Regions from separate parts of the Danio rerio genome. Here region 2 is linked to region 1. A link is a contact called in public Micro-C data. All regions are on one chromosome and are shown on one strand. Each heading gives the region's core, a stretch centred on a gene start, on an enhancer-like site or on the middle of the called end of the contact. The rest is flanking DNA. Distances are from core to core; before and after follow the strand shown.

Evidence for each region. Hi-C and Micro-C count contacts between places; a contact is called where the count stands out from the background.
Region 2: a contact with region 1 is called in a Micro-C map of caudal fin, with 8 times the contacts expected there. The contact joins the enhancer-like site here to the promoter of gprc6a in region 1. A contact is called at or near these places in 2 of 18 Hi-C or Micro-C datasets (caudal fin and hematopoietic stem cells).

Annotation. Positions count from the first base shown.
Region 1 is chr16:35,351,088-35,357,097 of GRCz12tu, reverse strand. gprc6a (G protein-coupled receptor, class C, group 6, member A) reads right to left here and starts at 4,256. Exons shown (of 6, transcript NM_001008731.1): 1 at 4,054-4,256; 2 at 966-1,263; 3 at 119-877; 4 at 1-21. The coding sequence starts at 4,256. LOC141378228 (a long non-coding RNA gene) reads left to right here. Exons shown (of 4, transcript XR_012392209.1): 3 at 4,024-4,288.
Region 2 is chr16:35,773,716-35,780,587 of GRCz12tu, reverse strand. It overlaps fbxl4 (F-box and leucine-rich repeat protein 4), which reads left to right. Exons shown (of 8, transcript NM_001007315.2): 6 at 6,143-6,214. All of the region lies in intron 9 of LOC137487924, which reads right to left. Among named protein-coding and RNA genes, the nearest start is that of pou3f2b, 13 kb to the right of the region's middle. Within about 2 kb of position 5,452, at least 2 of the 62 cell types and tissues checked have an H3K27ac peak or open chromatin away from gene starts, as enhancers often do. A contact at or near this core is called in caudal fin, where this site is marked.

The sequences.
Region 1 (6,010 bases), core at 3,007-5,506:
GCTCCGCAACTGCCTAAGGAGCTGAAACAGAAAGTAAACAGCGGCTTTTAGAATGCTAATTGTGTGAGGCCAAAATAAAATCAGGCAGAAATTGTGTCATATTATGGTAAAATGTTACCTCCCAAGGCTGGAGAGCTGTAGAGTCCTGACATTGTCTTTCTGCACATAGTTTAGCCACAGCATTAGCAACAGCAGTGACGGCCATCTCAATGCTGAAAATCTTGTCTAAATTGGTGCTTTTCATCAGCTCCAGCACGGTATTGGAAGCATTGCCTGCGTTGAGTTTTAAAAATTCCTTCAGGAATGAATTGTTCATCTCATCTTCACTTTCAAACTGTAGATTCTTTAGGTACTGATGAAAAGATGTAAAATTTCCACTCTTGAAGGTAAAGCCCAGCACTTTCCCAATATCAGTGATGCTACCATCATTCAGAATATGTTTAGCCGTCGACCAGTTATCACTGGCAACCCACACCATGTTATTTGAAATGTTTCTACTCTGCAGCCCCTTAAATAGCAACTGCATTTGAGAGGATTTAGCAAACGAGATCACCACTCTAACTTTCGGATTGTTTTCAATGATGTTCAAGGTGTTTTCGATGTCTGTGTTTAGTTTCTGTTGATCTGCTAGTGAGTCTGGAAGGATTGCTTTAAAGGCGATGCAAATTCCCTCCGTTTCGGTGTGCTGTATGAAACCTTCCAAGGCAGAACGTCCATAATCTCCATCTGTAATGATAATGCCAACCCAGCTCCATTTGTTGGACTTTAGAAGTTTGGCCATGGCACAGGTTTGATACTCATCACTGGGCACAGTCCTCATGAAAGCAGGGAAACGACTTTTATCACTCAAAATCGTGGCTGTAGATGCGTAACTAATCTGCATAACAGATAAACAGACAGCAGCTTGTTACCTCAAGCTTAATTTTGATTTGAGCACTGTGAGAGGAGAACTTGTAAAGGCCTACCTGAGGTATCATCTGAAGGTTGAGATCTCGAGCAACTGCGATTGATATCTCGGATGAAGTGGTCCCAATTACTGCCATTATTGGCTGGACGGGTTGAGATGAGTCTTCTGGTGATTCACAGTCTGAGAACGGCCTCATAATATCATGGACAGCCCGCAGTGCAGTCGTGACATCAGAACATGTGTCGTAGATTCGGTATCCTAGAGTAATGTTCAAACTGCTCAACATGGGGGATTTGTTTGCCATTTCTACAGCATTAATCATCGCTAGAGCTTGATTTAGACCCTTTGTGTAGAACCTATAGAGGAACAAGAGACAATATGGTAAGCATAAGATGCTGTAGAAAAGACTTACTGGTATACACAGGATGATGATTATGCCTCATCCAATATTTGCTAAGATGACCTCTTCCCGGAGAAAGAAGCTCTTAAGGCTGTGACTTTTTTCTGTTCTTCATTTGGGGGTTAATCTAAAATGCCTGAGCAGTGTTTTTTATTATATCAATAAAAAATAACCAGACACACTTCTGAGTGTCACTTAGATGAATATGTAAATATGCCCTGTGTGTTTTTCACTCATGTATAATAAGCATTTGGAAATTTGCATCAGCCCAGCAATTCGGCACGCCATGTCATGTCACATTTATTTATATAGCATCTTTTTAAAGTATAGCTTTAAGGCAAGCACATTTAATGCAAAACAATAATAACATTCCATTTCAGTATCTACAACAAACAACTCTTCAGTTTAATTATGTCACAGTGATGTTTATAATGCCCCAATTGTTTTCTGTGCCACACCTAAGTGTCATCTTCATGTTTTCTTGATTTGTTTCCTTAGATACTACTTGCCCTTGTTCTCTCTTTGGCAATGTTTCCCTTACCATTATAATAGGAGTGCCAAATTATGTCGATAATTTTGTTTTTAATAAACAATAAAATAAACGTACTTAATTTAGATTATTTAAGTGATGGCATGTCATTTCTCTCTCAAGATGGTTACATGTTTACATTTCTCTGCTCTCGATAGACCATGCAGTGGAGTTCTGCTTCAATCACACAACTGAGCACACTCCCACCAGCATTGTAATAATGGGTGTTGAAAAATATGAAAAAAATTTGCAGAGCCAGAGGAGAGTAAATACATCCTGCTTTTTAAGGCTCAGTGCTGCGCTTCGTATTCAGTGTGTGACCCGTGTCTTTATCGCAATATCTGTTTGCTTGGCTATGTGCGTTGTATCAATCGCAAAACTTCTAACATGTGCCACAGATGTACATCTTGCATTTCAATCTTAAACCATCTTACATAATTACATTTTACATAATTATTTATATTTTACTGTCTTTCGGATGAGACGTTAAACCGAGGTCCCGACTCTCTGTGGTTGTTAAAAATCCCAGGATGTCCTTCAAAAAGAGTAGGGGTTTAACCCCGGCATCCTGGCCAAATCTGCCCACTGGCCTCTGTCCATCATGGCCTCCTAACCATCCCTATATTCAATTGGCTTCATCACTGTCTCCTCTCCACCAATCAGCTGGTGTGTGGTGTGCGGTCTGGCGCAAAATGGCTGCCGTCGCGTCATCCAGGTGGATGCTACACACTGGTTGTGGATGAGGAGACCCCCCCCCCCCCCCCCCCCCCCCCCATTGTGTAAAGCGCTTTAAGTGCCCAGAAAAGCGCTTTATAAATGTAAGGAATTATTATTATTATTATTATTAATTATTTTTCAAAGTAGTGGGTTGCAGCTGGAAGGGCATTCGCTGTGTAAAACATGTGCCGGAATAGTTGGTGGTTCATTCCACTGTGGTGAACCCTGATAAATAAGGGACTAAGCCAAAAGAAAATGAATGAATGAATAAATTAATAATCATATATAAGCAGACTAGAATGGATATAAAAATCATTAATTGCTTTAAACTTCCCAATAGTATGTCTTTGTCTGTCACAAATGTTGCTGCAAATTCTTAGAACTTTGAAATATTACCAGTGAAAATATATCCCTATATCAGGCCTGTATCCAGCCTATTAAAAGGCGTGGTACATTTTCTTAAAAAGTGGACCTTTTTGCAGTTATTCGTCTCATTTTAGGGACATATTAAGCCCTAATTTTTTCGGGATTTGCTGGATTAGAGGGTGATCATAACCACACTTTTTGATAAAACTTCAACTATAAATGTAGTGCTTACCATATTATTTTACCACAAAGTGTTCATTTGCAAATGTGTATTTATATTGTAAGTTATTAAAATTTTATAAATTATGTTATGAGCATTTTAAATAAAAAAAAGTACATTTAAAAAATCGGGGGAAAAAATTATTTAAATTACAAGTGTATTATCCTTTATCATTCAAAAAACTAAACAATTAAATATGTCAATCTTGCTTTTGTCATACTGTCAAAAATGGCACAAATGAGCTCATATAAGGGCCAAATTCTGTCTATGGGGGGGTGGATCTTTCGAACCACTCGTACCCCTCCTGGCTACAGGCCTGTATATAGTGATTTATATAGTTTTTTAATGCATTAAAAAAGTGATTGCTTATTAAAAAGAACAAATTCTGTAAAATATAGGTCTGCTAAGTTTCCCAGGGGAAGCAACATTTGCAGAGAAAAATGCTAAATATTTGAAAAATAGTTTTTCCACTATCATGTCACTTTAGGGCCTCCCTACTCTTGGCTTTTATATTTTAGATATTTGTTTACTCCATTTCATATTCTAAAAAAGTTTTATATACTTTTTATTTTGTGTGCTGCATTAGAATGATATTTTTGTTTTATTTATGTTTTCCATTTTTCTCACTTGTAAGTTGTTTTATTTATAAATATTTTCCTAATGATTTTATGTTATGTAAATTAATAATTTTAAAAGAACCACCGGAGACGGAAACCAGACCGGAGACGTCTGTCTCAATTTTAGGTCTAAACTGTAATCAAACAAAGAATTTGTACCCTACAACAAATGTATTACTGTTCATCAATTTTCCTATAACAAATACTATTAAAACCTTCAGTCTCCAACATAAATACACACATTCAGCTGACTCCATTTCCCTTTAGTCTGACCTTCAGGACTGGATGAACGCTCACCTTATGCAGTCCGGATGCTCAGGGGCAGAGATGCTGTTGTTGCCGGTGTAGTTTACTGGCACCACTGCCTCATGGATGGGGAAAAGTCCTCCAATGATGATGTTTCCAGGGGCTGAGGCTCCCAACTGGCTGAACTGTGCAATTGAGGCTTCTGCAACTTTCATCAGCCCAGCCCATAAGAGAATGAAGCTCATCAAATCCATGTTTTCCCTGAGTTCACCTGAGCGACTGACAGGTGTGCACTTACACATCATCACTTATAATGCCCAGAGCTTTAAAAAAGTAAAAAGAGAAAACACACATGCACCACCTTCTCAAGCCCCTCCCCCACCCACAAATAAATATAAAGGAGGTCCTTTCCTTGCACAACAGGTGAAACATAACCAGTGCCAAAAACACCCTTAACAAAAGAACAACCAACCACCAGCCTGTGTTTTTTAGTGTATGTTTGGCAACGTGTCATTAGGGTAACTGAAATACGCTTGCTTTGTTCTACTGAATATTCATTTGTTCTACTAAAGAAGCAAAGCTATGTAATACTTACAATAATAAAATAAATTACGAAGACTAAAATGAGAATAAAAATTTATTTAAAATATGAATTAAATTTGTTACTATAATAACACTATCCAAACTTTGGCTATAGTAAGTTCTGAGCTTTATAAATTATTGACGTTAACTAGTGATCTGAACAGTCAAATCCAACTAATACAGTTTTAAAAGGAAAGTGAAAAAAATGTAATAAATAATAACCTACAAAAAGCAAACAAACAAAAACTAATGTCAAGTAATGCAGTACATTTACTTGTTATTTCCTGTTTTTAAATGTCACCAGTAAATTAAAAAAAATCTTGCAAGTGGCTAATTCACGCCACCTTGTGGTGGTGACGTGTTAGGTTCTGTTTTTAATCAATGCAAAGAGCAAATTCTTTCATAGTTTGGTATTTATATAAATCAATTCTAAAGTATTGTTTTCTGTAGGAACAGTAAATGACTGCTACATTCATGTCTGGCACATTACTGCAGGTTTATTTGTGCTGCTTTTTTTTTTTATCCCACTACTATTTTACCATTATTTTTTAAGAAGGTAAAAAAAGCTTTTAGAAAAAGATAGTCTCAGGAGTCTATGGGTAAAGGATTAAGATAGCAAATCATGGATAGGATGCAACTCTGACGCTAATTTTGATTGATTGGATTAGATTGATAATAAATAATGTTATCTCACTAGGTTATTTGTCATTGGAAATATTGATTGTTTTCAACATTGTAATGGAATATTTTTATTTAATACTTTATAAATCTACAAGATCAAATAATTTCAACTCAATTTTTGATATTATTTCATGATCAGCTATGAAATGATAAGATTAAGCAGCCAGCTGGCCGTTTGCACAAGGTAATCTGCAAATAAAACTGACATAAAAATGACATATAAAATATGGACAACCATACAAACATCATTTGGCATGTCAACGAATATTTCATCCTTAGCCAGTATCGGATATCTAAAGGATTTCATACCATTTCATACAGATATTAGGTTAAAAAATGGTCTCGATGTGGACTGAGCTACTAGCATTAAATGTTTCATAATGATGCACTCAAGTCATGTGAACAATTAGGAAATGAGTTTTCGCTCACAAAATATGAATTTTTCAGATACTTACAACTCAGACATTTCCTCACAACACATAAGGAGTAAAAAGGAATTAAAAACCCTTCTACAATAAAACAGTTTCTAAAAGATATACAAACTGAACTTGTGTTCAATAAAATCATTTCTAAAGGGGACTCAATATTCTTATCTAAGAATACAAATAACACCTTACGGATAAGGGAGAAATGGGAGACTGAAATGAATAGAACAATTTCTCTGGAAACTTAGGAGGAAGTTGGCAGTGAAGTGGATTTTGTGACCAATTCTAATATACGGAGAGAATTCAAATGGAAGTTACAC
Region 2 (6,872 bases), core at 4,203-6,702, 420 kb before region 1:
CCCTCCAGGAAACCAGTTTGAGACCCATCAGGGCTCGAAATTAACTTTTTTACTTGGTAGCACCGGTGCTCCCAACTTTAAATATTTAGGAGCACCAAAAAAATTTTAGGAGCACCAGAAAAAATTTAGGAGCACCAACCAAAAATGAATGAGCACCGCTGCAAATTGTTTTTTAAGGGATTTATTGTATTTTAAAACAACATTAATAGGACTGACAAAAACCAGAAACAACTATCTAACTAATGCTGCGAAGACATTGATATTTGTGTGCAATAATTCCAAAATTAATGTCTAATAATTAGGCTATAGAATATTAATGATGATGAAAATGACAATAATAGTAACAATGAATTCCATTTCTCATTATGATACTGCCTTGAATGTGCATGAATGTAGGTTATCTGCTATTAAAAGTCTGTTACTTTATGAAAAATAATTGTATAGTTTGCATCAAACAAAAATGAAGCATTGCAGTAAGAAATATTTATTTTGTACTGCTGTTTTTATGCATGTCAATTTAATAAATAATATTTCTGCTACAAAACAAACAAAAGATTATAATAAATCATTCAATTCAATGATGAAAGCTGCAAAGCAGTCATCAGTAAATAAATAAAAAAATAATATACACCTCAAACAAGAATAGACAAAAGAAAGTAAGTAAAGTCTCACTTCTATCACTCTTTAAAAGTTTTGGTTTCAGTTTGTGTCAATTTAAAGGTTCAGTCTGAGCTGATCTTCATGTTTCTGTGTTTGTGGAAAAGCTGGCGAGTCAGCCGACCCAATTTATGAGCAGACAGAGCAGGATTCTTGCGCCGACCACCGGCCCAATACCGGTCTTTGTTATGAGCCACAGTTTCAGTGTAAACTTAGTAAAGGCGAGCTTCTTTGGCGATTATATGTACAGTATTAGATTTGACTTTTAGCGGACATTTGCGCTGAACACGCAGTGAATGCAACGCATGGAGATTCGGGCACCTTCTCCAAGAAGCGCGTACTCGATTGATCACAGCTGGCGGATCATTATTCACCACGTGACGTGTCATGATCGCTCTCATCTGCGCCTCAACTTTAGGTGGGGTTTGCAAACCTGTGTGCTTTAAGTTTTTACTCTTCAGCCGTTTGTATTTCCCCGTGGTCATAAAAGCTTATTCCCTGTCATCTGACAGCGGAATACCTTGAGTGATTGACAGCTAATATGAACCAATATAGCGGCAGGGAAGAGCGATTCAGCACGTTTTTACAAAAAATCAAAACAGGTCGCACTACAACCATTATCTGCAGTCGCACTAATGCTCCCAGATATATTATGAGGTCGCATAGATTAATTTTCGGGCGCATATGCGACCAAAATGGTCGCAATTTCGAGCCCTGCCCATGATCTAAAAGAAGGCCGAAAATAGCTAATCAGGTCAGGACACACTAAATAGCCTTTAAAAATATATAAATAAATATATTTTATTAATAAATTAGATGTAACTTAACTGTAAACATAAATTTGATTCACTGAAGGATGGAATACACAAACTAACGTTACGGAAATAAGCGTAGTTTATCGTCAATGTATAATTTGTACAATGCATCTAATAATTCAGATTTTTAAAAAATGCTATATATGTATATATAGGTCTGGTTAGTATCTTTAGCAGTAAATTAAATGGTGAGCTTTTAAGCAAATGTTACTGAATCGAACACTGTAAAAAGTGCTACACTCACAAAGTTGGTTCTATCTACTTTAAATAATTGCAATCTAGTTAATTTTATTTGTTTTATACCAAAAAAATAAAATTTGCTTCCTCTTTACTTAAAATATATCAGTTTTTATATAACTGTATATTTTGAATAAAACTAATGCAGTTTATTTGATTAGATTTTTGTACGTGGTTATTGTGTAGAATAAATGTTATAAAAGTGAGTTGACACAGACAATTTATTAGAGCAGCTGTCGATGTGGGCAGGTGTTCATAAAACGTGATTTTAATAGTTTGGCGTGACTCCTTTTTCATTGCCCGGGATTTAGCAGGCAGACGCAGCTTCTGCAATGGTCGACATCAACTGCTCCCAGCAGCGGATCTGATTAACACGGTAAGTTGCTAATTTAGCCGAATGATAATTGTAAAGTCATGCAAAACTGCTGTCTTCGCTAGGCAGGTGAGGTTTTAGCTTTGTAAATTGTACTGTAGCCTCAGGTATGTTAACAGTTAGACTGCTCTCACATGGAAAGCTAAGTTGGCTAACGCTAACCAACGCTAGTTTATGCTAACGATTAAAAGTGATATTATTGAGAAAAAATAGTGAAAGTAGTTTTAAAACACTTAGTAGGTATAACTAACGTTGCAGAACCGATTAACAAGGTCACTGGTGGGCGGTCGGGGTGTGGGGGTTCAGTTTGTTAGCGCTAACTTAGCTAAAGTTAGCTCACCTAAGTTATAGCAGCACATTAAGGATGGATATTAAATGCAGAAACGTATGCAACAGTTAAGTAGTTTGTGTTTAACGTAAGAGAAAGTATAACTTAAAGTTTGTGTTTTAGAGATTTAGTCCATAAGTTTTTTAATGCTGCATAGTGAATAAATTGCAGATTTACAATTAATTTTAACTTAAATTACATTTACTGATGTTTACAGAACCATTTAAATTGTATGCACCTCATTCTAAAATGCACGTTCTTGGTCTTTAGATACCAAAGTGATTTTGTTACCTGTGGATCTTCAAACTTCACATCCAGGTAAGAAAAACATTAGATACAACTACAGCTATAATTATTTGCAGGCAGGTAAAACATTGGTAAAATTGCAAACAATAGTGGGCTCCATAGAATTAACTTACATTTGATATCTGAAGTTTTTTTATGTGTGCAACAGTAAAAACAGTATAAAAATATCCTAATGCAGTTTCTTATTATCTGTCAGTCTTTCAATAAAGCTAACTGATAACACTGAATCACTGAACTGTCATTTGCCAGTGACATTAATTAAATGTCAATTAAATGTAGCTTTAGCAAAAATTTATTGTAAACCTTAATGTAATGTGTAAAATGGCAATGTATTTATTTATTTATTTAATAGAATTTGTATTATGACGTGCAAAGTTTGGTGCAAAATGAAGATGACAATTAAATTATAGAATTTGTATTCTATAATTTTCATATAGCCATTTTCAAACAGTTTTAATATCTAAATTAAATACACATTCTTATGCTTTATAAGTTGCCAAAATAAACAAAAAATGTAATACCTAAATTTTAACAATTCTTTGATTGACAGGAAACCACAATGACATGCACTGTTACACTGAGTAAAATCACAGTTTTCTTTAAAATTTGATAACTAAAAACACCTGGAATAATGTAATTACACAACCTCTATAACCTTTTTTTATTTTTTAAATAGAAGTTAGGTAATTTTAACTAAGGTAATTTTTAACTGATAAACTAAGGTGTTTCACCCATGCATCATTCTCACTGCACTTTTGTAACTTCACTTGTAGTTATTTTCTATTTAGTATTTAGCTATTTAATGTTGTTTGGTAGCAACCACCTGAACTCCTGTTTCTTTTTGTCTCTACCAATAGAGTTGTGAGGAATCAGAGGTGCATGCGGCTGCCCACGGGAAAAATTTGCCATCAGCCCAACACAGTTTGGATTATCATAGGACTGTCAGAGGTTTGCCAAACCTGTCAAATGCATGATGGCTCCTGTTTGGACTTACCGATGTCCTCGACTTCAAGTATCCATCAAAACTGTATACATTTGAGATATATTAGAGACTCTTTGTGGGACTGGACATTATGCATCCTAAATCTTCATCAAAATATGCAAATCTCCTCACTGAGTTGCCTTGGATGATTTCTCAATAGGATCTGGTATTATTAATGTTTTTATTAATGTATTGTGTACGTGTAGCCACATTAATGGCCTATTTTGTAGTCACTATTAAAAGGAACATCGATTGATATTGAATACATGTTATGGTCTTTAATCCATCTTTCCATTCTTATTTAATTGTTATTGACAGGAAAGTCTGTTTATCTGTTTTTACTAGTGTATATTGTGCTTACAATATAGAAACGAAGATTTATTTTCTGAGGTTACAGCCAGAAGTCAATTAAATTAGTTTTAAATGACATATGCATGGTTAATTTTATTTAGATCATTAAGTTCATAATACTTAATTAAAATGAGTACAGTCAACATATAGCAATGTATAAGTAAGTTAAGTTTAACAAAAAAAGTAAGTTTATCTGATTTGAATAATTTTAGAAATATTAGTTGGCTCAACTTAATTTTATTGCATTTGTTTTAAGCAATGTTTTAGTGTTTAAAATACTTAAAAAAGGCTGGAAGTTGAATCAACCTAAAACGTCCGATGCAACCACTTGCCTCACTTTTTTTAAGTTAGATCTAAGTAACATTTTTTACAGTGAAAGTAATTAGTAAAAAGTTCTTTATTTTTTATTTAGTTTGATTAAGATGAACTGTTGGTGATTGTATGGGTGTTAATGGCCAAATTGGGTAGCTAAACTTGAACAAAGAAAAATTAAGACCTTATTAAAAAAAGATTTAGGACCTACAACACAACATTTCAGTAGATTTTAAGATTTTAATTTTTTAGACCCTGCGGATACCCTATCTTACTTCTTTTTCTCATGAACATGTGACCAATCAAATGCTCTCTAGTATCTGACATTCCCCAACCCCTGCAAGATGCTTCGCATTTGATGTACTTGAGCTGAACCACTAAGAGCAAAATGCTATTGGTGCTAAAGGGGAGGAGCAACACTGCGTTGCTGTCTTTTCATGTTTCGTTTGAGGTTGTCAAACATTGAATAAAAATGCAAATTACAAAGCACCTCACAGGACCTTTAACTGTTCATTTTTTAAAATAAATATAAAAGGTCATCAAATTTAAAGAATTAAAAGATTTAATTTGTATTCAGCATGCTTTGGGATTTGTAAGAATTTTTTGTAATGACTAAAGTAATTAAATTACTTTAGTAAATGAGTTACTTTTCAGGCAGAAAAATTAGAAAATAATTTAACACAATTTTAATGATGTAATCAGTAATCATTACCTTTTTTAAAATAACTTCCAACACTGGTAAAAATGAATTATTTTAACATCAAAGACAAAATCACCAGTTACAGATCTATGAGATTTTCTGTTCCCACAAAAGTTGTGGGCTTTATACATCACCTGCCTTTGTTTATTGTTTACACGGCATCATTAAAAAAGCAAGCTATTTTGGGAATTAAAGAAGAAAAGATGCTTGTGTGTAAGCAGATTTTTTTTTTTTAAATACACTATATTTACCTGTTTTTGTAAATGATACTACAACAGTAAGTCTGCCGTTTACCAATGCTGCATGTCGGTGCGTGTCAGTAATCTGTGGCTCGTCCCGTCCCTTCGTGTGTGGTTAACTGAATCAGCATTTGGCAGTGTACGAGCGCCTCTTCCAGCAGGTATAATGTTTCTGTAGTGATGGAGACAGCACATAAACATACACACAAACACATCTCAGTCATCATCACTGTAAATAACAATGGAAATATGCACAGAACATTTGTCCACTAATCCACACATAACCATCAGTCTTCATCTTTCATTTCAACACAATAATGAAAACAATGTCTGCCTTCTTTTACTGATGGCCTCAAGACTCCAGCGTTTTACATCAAAACAACTTTTTTTTTTTTTTTTTTTTATCTCTGAAACATATGAGTGTCAGTTGTGTTGCCAGAACATGAGTTCAAATAATAGTTTAATTTTAACATGTCTATTTGTAGGTAAATGTGTCGTTGTCTTTGATTTACGATTATCAAATGTGTGTTCCTTTATGTGGCATCTCAATTGGATGTCAATATTTAACATAGTGTCAAAAAAGTTGCTAAGTCATATGAAAATTATTTTTAAAAGGAGGAATGTCTCCAAACCCCACCCCTAACCATACCACTCATTGAAGGATGAGCATATTGTACTAAAATATACAAATGAAGTCACACAAACTAATACAAAACAGCGACTACATCAAAAAAGTTATGATGAATTGTCTTGGAATTGGAGCGTTTGGTATTCTCTCATTAGCATTGGTGTGTTAATCATGTAAATCAATAATCCATTTTTATTTCTCTCTACACATACAGCAATCAGCCATATTGAGCATTCTAACATTCTGCCCAGAGCTCAGACACCTCAACCTGGGGAGCTGTGTAATGGTGAGTCTACTGGATGGATGAACTGATGCCCGGATTTGAGGTTTACATGGCTGAGTTGCAGTTACACAATAAAATACTGTTTTGCATTGATTACTGGCATATGTTATCAAATCATAAATACATTGTGCCTAGTAAATGAAATATTTGCTGGAAAATGGCGTACGCTAATACAGCAAAAAAAAAAAAAAAAGTAATATATATATATATATAAACATTTTTAACCCCTGTTTATTTTTCTCTCAATTTCTGTTTAACAGATGAGGAGTAAATTTACATGAATTAAATTTAAATGAATTATCTCACTAAAGATGTTGAGCGACTAAGATTTTGTTTTAATAAATATATTTGTTTAACAAATCTGTTTTGGCACCTACAAATATTAGCTATATTCACAGAGAAATGTATAAAATATTCATAAAGGTGACCTGTGCTTACTATCTGTACTAAATAATATACATGATTGACAAAAGTGTATATCTAAAAATAACAATAATACACTGAAATGATGATAAAATGGGGTATTAAAAGTGTATACCCTTGTTTTGTTTTAAAAAGAAAATTCAAAAGACTTGATTCAAGAATGAACCTTGTCTGTCAATTTCAGGCTACTAGCATTTTAAGGGTTAAAAACAATTGCAGACAAAACTAAATGAATTTC